2 separate regions of the Bombyx mori genome follow, and region 1 is linked to region 2. Evidence: chromatin contacts called from public Hi-C data. All regions are on one chromosome and are shown on one strand. The core of a region is the stretch at or near the end of the contact, and the rest is flanking DNA. Distances in the headings are between cores, read along the strand shown. Region 1 holds the start of LOC105841499 (transmembrane protease serine 3-like). Region 2 holds the start of LOC101744027.

Region 1 (2,943 bases), core at 103-2,602, 190 kb before region 2:
GAGTTTCTTTCACCGGGTCTTCTCATTGGGCCGTGATTCCGACCCGATGGTAGATTCTGCGAAGCACTGTGCTTGCTAGGGCTAGTTTTAGTAAATTCTCTCAGGATGAGCCCAGGGAGCTCACCTACCGGTCCGTGAGTAGTTAGAATAGCCCTTTAGGGTACCGACGATTAGGTAAGCAAAAAAATGCAAGCCCTTTCCTGCATTGAAGGAATCAGGGTTGAAGCCAATGTTCAATGAATCCAATGATTTTTTTATATATCATAATAATACCCTTTTTTGATTCATCCTACTTAATATTATAAATGTGAAAGTGTGTAAGAATGTATAGACATATTCAGAAAAGTACTTCGTAATTTTTCGGAAAAGTTCGTATTTATCGTGCTCTCTCAGTGCAATGACATTATTCATTTTGACACTAAATAATAAAGTTCCATACTATTGGATATGAAAATGTTACTCATTTAATATAATCATTCATTGACTGTTCGGGTGTCATCGTATTCCGATAAAGATCAGAGTTTTCCCGAAGGAAAATAATTTCCCACTACATCTTAATTGTTACTCTTTCACGCAAAAAGTGCTCAATGAATTTTGATGAAGCTTACAATAATATAGCTTACACTGCAGAATAACATGCATGTTAATCATGGTTGTAATGAATGGTAGGTGGATCAATATTTGAATAGTTATGACTATTCACAATCGAGTGCGCGATATTATGAAAGATGAAGATAGAAAATTCAATAAGATCAATAATAAGTTATAGTTCCCGAAGCGAAGCACGGGCGGGTCGCTAATTTAACCCTCAGACACAGCCTACTGAGTTTCTCGCCGGATCTTCTCAGTGGGTCGCGTTTCCGATCCGGTGGTAGATTCTGCGAAGCACTGCTCTTGCTAGGGTCAGTGTTAGCAACACTCCCGGTTTGAGCCCCGTGAGCTCACTTACATGTTAGGGCGAAGCTGATATAGCCGCTTAAGACTCAGTATATAGAAAAAAAAGTCACTAAAATCGAGTGCAACACTAAAATATTTGTATATTATTTTAAATTTTGTGGCTGGATTTATTCGCATTGTTTTCGGCCCCGGTTTATGTACTAGGAGACTCGACACATATTTTTCTACACATGCGTTTAAAATTTGAAAATTTCAAACTATTTTGTTCTATGAAAAAAAAAAAACGAAATTAATAAAGAAACATTTTGTAGTGGACCAAATGGTGTATCTAGAAGAAAAAGCCTCTCAAGGCTATCAGCATAGGTAGGGGGAAAAATGTATAAAAAGGAATATGCGGAGCTCTTTTGGAGGTGGCATTGTCCTTGTCGTTGGCCTGGTGGAAGGGAGGCGGCGCGGCTCACCTTGTGTATCTGCTGGATCTGGTCCTCGAGCGTGATGTGCGCCCTGGCGGCGCGGGTGGCGGCCTCCACGCTGGAGGTGTGCCCGTCCCACGTCACGCGCTCGTCGCGCTTCTTCTCCTCCTCGCCGATCTTCTTACCGATGGTCGTTTCCTCGTCCCCTACACCGAAGATGTCAGTACGACGCTCCGCCAACTACAACAAATGTTTATTATTTTCTTAACAGACTTACAAAATAAGGAGGTTTGCAATTCGACATTTTTTTGTTTCCTGAGGTTTTTTTCTCTTGTGAATTGATTTTGATGATTTGTTTATTTGAAAGCATGGTGCCATTTAAATTTTATGAAGATTTGATCAGTAGTTTTGGAATTATCCTCAATAGTTGCACATTTATTGACTTCAGACGTTTCTCTCTCGTTGTATTTTGTTGAATTCAGTTTTTTATTTAAAATTTGATATTATTATATAAACTTATTTATTTATTTACGTACACACAAAAAAGAAGGCATAGTACCGAGTAATAGGAAAATTATGTACAAAGGCACTGCTTATTTTTTTAAGAAATCTCTTCCAGCAGACCTGCGAGAGGATTATGAGAATAATAATTAAAAGTGATGAGTGTGTGTAGAACAGCTAAAATAACAAATACAACATGAGAATTATAGTAATGCACATACACATAGCAAATAGTTACTGGTGGTAGGACCTCTTGTGAGTCCGCACGGGTAGGTACCACCTCCCTGCCTATTTCAGCCGTGAAGCAGTAATGCGTTTCGGTTTGAAGGGCGGGGCAGCCGTTGTAACTATACTGAGACCTTAGAACTTATATCTCAAGGTGCGTGGCGCATTTACATTGTAGATGTCTATGGGCTCTAGTAACCACTTAACACCAGGTGGGCTGTGAGCTCGTCCACCCATTTAAGCAATAAAAAAATTTATCAAAAAAGTTTGGATGTGGGCATACCTGTTTAAGCGAAGCCTCGATGGCGGCCCCGGGGGCGAGCGCCTCGTCCCGGTCGGTGCGCTCGGCGGCGGCGCGGTCCCGCTGCTCCAGCCAGCGCGGGTCCAGCAGCCCGATGCGCACGTGCTCGGCCACCTTGCTGGCGGGGATCTTCTCGCCGGTGATGGGCGACACGAGCCACTCGTCCCCGGCGGCGGCGCGGGGCTTCGCCTCCTTGGGGTTGTACTTCTTGACGACGACGCGGTCGGGGCGCGGCGGGAGGGGCGCCTCGTCCGCGCGCGGGGCGTCTTGCTCCGTCTCGGACTGAAAAATAATTTACATGAATATTAGCTATGATATTATCAGAACAGCTTTTTTTTTATAATAAATAAATATTTACTAACAATCACACCACGTTAACTGGTTCTGTGCTAAGTTCGTAAAGAACTTGTGTTACAGGTACCAGATAACGGAAATAAATGTAAGATTTTTATTATACACATACATATATTTAATATACATCCATAACCCTGGAAAAAACATTTTATATTTATCATACAAATATCTTCCCTTGGCGGGATTCGAACCCGCGACCCTGTTGTGTAGTGACCATGTCACTTACCACTGCATCAAACGGCTCTGAACTGT
Region 2 (3,152 bases), core at 420-2,919:
CTTTTTATAGTGTTTTTGTGCGAATCCACACATTCTATTAGGGAGGTTATATCCTAAGTATAATTATTAGTCTAATTATAAAATCCGGAACTATATTTACTTCAATTAAGATATTTAATTTTGGTCATAGACTGAACCATGATATGATAACTAGCCCACAGTTATTCATCATATTACTGTTAAACAGCTTACCATTGTGGCTTATTTCTTCGTAATTAAAAGACATTTTGTTTACTGTTTTTAATTTAATTTACCCCCAAAACTTGGAATAATATATCACGGACTGAAGCAATTACAAACACTTAACAACAACAAAAATCTAAATAATTTTATGTGACATACAACACTATCTTAAAATTCATAAATTAACTTTTTCGAACATTTATGGCAAAACTGGCAAAAGCACATAATTTTTTTTTTTTTTTCTATAGACAGGCAAAAGAAACATGACTCATATTGCTAAATTTTTTGAAACAAAGGGCGAAGCCTTTGCATTCAAAATAAAAGGGGAAAGAAATGAAATGAAATGGAATTTAATGAGGAGAGATATTGGAATTTTAAAATTCTATGTAAAATGTGGCTACCTAGTGAGAGTGCTACAGAAATTTAAACAAAATCAACAAAATAAAATAATTTTCAAGACTCCGCTCTTCGAATAGCCGTCGAAACAATGTGGAACATGAGGAATATGGATTTTTACGTCAATCAGTACATATCCGAATCTATCCGTAAGTATATTACGAAAGCGTCGTTGGGTGATGGTGCGACATGTTAACTAATCACGGCTGTCGACAACTACGCTCAGACTCGGCTCACGCAGTAGCCGATCACCGCCGAGGCCATTTAAACATACGTCATCGTGGATCCTTCTTGTCCACTCCTAGTGCTGCTGTAGGACGTTAGTAGTACTAACGTTAGCAGCAAATAAAATACAGGTCACCGTACTTGTCGATCCAGCGCAGAGTTCGACGAGATACTTAACACAGTGATATCGATGTAGAACACGAAATAGTTGCTTTTGAGCTCATAAGTCTCCTACGAGTGCATTCAGGCACTGGTTAGTAAGCTTCTCCCATAACCGATTTCCTGTTATCCTTCCTTTCCACAAAAAAAGAACAATCAAAATACGATCTGCACACCTTACAGTGTAAAGTAAGGAATTCTGTTACAAATGTCCACAAAGTCATTTAAGAACAATTAAATTGCATTTTAAATTAAATATTTACATTCAATAAAATTGAGAATTGTACGCATTGAAGGAATTAGATTGAGAGGAGAGTAAGAAAACATTTTTTTTTAAAGGTAGACCTTCCCTATCTTGAATATCTCAATTTAATTGAAGTACATTAGGAAACAAGGTAATTGCAAATCGTATGTATGGCGTTAAGAGCTGCGCCTCAGATATTTTTTTATTTATGAGGATGATGATAAAATTATTTGTTCATCCATCGTATGGTCACCAGAGCTGGATACATCAGTGAGTCCTCCTTTCACTCAATCCATTATTGGCTGGTACCCTTTGATTTACGAGGCGTATACAGACAAAATAATTTTTATTATCGTGTTTGTCATTTACGTTCTCTTCTACGCAGAATGATTTAGAAATTGATGAAAACACGTCGGAAATGACAATTTTGAAAAGTTCATCGACATTTCGTAACGTAGAACGAAACAAGTATTGTGAACGTGAACGAGACGTCTGCAATATGTCTGACAAATTAGAAATATTTATAGAATACGCTTAAACGTAAATGAATAGAGCCAAATATTTGATGATTTTGAAGCAATGGACTATGTACAACACACGATATAATAGGTAAACGCCATAGCTGACTTACCCTTATATTCATGAACTCATTTCGTATTTCATTGTACTTGGTGCCAGACTTTTTATGTCCTAATGGCCTTTATCTTCAAGTTTTGTTTTCTTTTGTACCATGTTTACATGTTGCGCAGCTCATACGATTGTCGGGTGCGAGTTTATAATGTAGATACCTATATTTTATACTGTATTTTGTTTCGCAGATCGATAAGCAACGTATTTGGAAGGAAGTTATGTGTTGTTGGTGTTTGATCGAGAGCCTTGCGTATGAAATGTAGATATGTACGTCACGCACTCTGGACGAACGGGTCACACGGACTACGAACGCGCATTTTAATAGTGAAAAAACAAGTCTAACTAAACTGTTTCGTTCGACCTTACCACAAATTAAGCATTCAGTAATTTGTGATTGAAACACCCAACAATGGATCAATTAATACAATGTCCTGTGTGCACCCTTTACCTTCACAATGGAATGAGTTTGGAATCACATCTCGACACTCACCCCAAGGACCAAGTTATCAAAGCTTTGTGTTGTCTTACCTCAAAAGGCAGTGGTTTCGGCAGTAGAACATCAACTCCTGCAAACTCGGAACGCTCATACAGAAGTCGGTCTCGGACACCTGCAGATGACAGATGGAATGGATCACAGCGAAGCAGTGAACCTGACCGCTACTGGCGAAGGCCACCAAGTAGGACTCCCAAATCAACATCAATTACATCTCTATCACGGAATGAGACACCTGAAATTAGAGATAGTATTAATTTTGACACAAATTCAGTTCCATCAGGTCAGCATTCTTTGTCATATGGATTGAAAAGTGATAAAATGCAACAGTTTCAAAGTTCTCAACTGTCAGATTTTGAACAGCCATTTACAGTGTTTCAAGAACCACAAGAAGATAGAGAGATTAAATATTCACGGAGTGCTGAATATACTGCCATGGATAATGTAAACAATGTTTTAACATATAACATACCACCAATAGCTGCTGGCTTAAGGTTTCCACCGCAAAACAATCTTGTGTCAGCAGGACATAAGAAAGCCCAAGATTTTGTAAAGATTCTACCAAAGCCCAATAACATACTTTTGAAAACCAATGTAGGTGGGATACAGTACATTACATCAGGAGTGAAACCTATGCATGTCATGGTGCCGACAACACCAACATTTGTGCAAAAGAATATACAGAACAACATGCTGATCTCAGGAAATATTTCTAATTCATCAGCCCATATTGATGCTAAAGTTGTAGCTCCACAATTATCAGGCGCCCAATTCAATAACATGTCAACAGGTGCCTTCACTCCCAGTTTATCAACAGTTGTG

The links. A called contact is a pair of places that touch in the nucleus more often than the background predicts.
Region 1: a Hi-C map of whole pupa shows a contact between it and region 2, with 2.3 times the contacts expected there. The contact joins the promoter of LOC105841499 here to the promoter of LOC101744027 in region 2. A contact is called at or near these places in 3 of 7 Hi-C or Micro-C datasets (middle silk gland and whole pupa).

The regions. Positions count from the first base shown.
Region 1 is chr6:2,358,886-2,361,828 of ASM3026992v2, reverse strand. It overlaps LOC105841499 (transmembrane protease serine 3-like), which reads right to left and starts at 1,352. Exons shown (of 1, transcript XM_012689653.4): 1 at 1-1,352. LOC101738204 (splicing factor 3A subunit 1) reads right to left here. Exons shown (of 9, transcript XM_004925201.4): 4 at 2,320-2,619; 5 at 1,359-1,550.
Region 2 is chr6:2,173,224-2,176,375 of ASM3026992v2, reverse strand. LOC101744027 reads left to right here and starts at 1,669. Exons shown (of 8, transcript XM_038011802.2): 1 at 1,669-1,816; 2 at 2,026-3,152. The coding sequence starts at 2,247. It overlaps LOC101739356 (ER membrane protein complex subunit 2), which reads right to left and starts at 475. Exons shown (of 7, transcript XM_038011803.2): 1 at 193-475. The coding sequence starts at 226.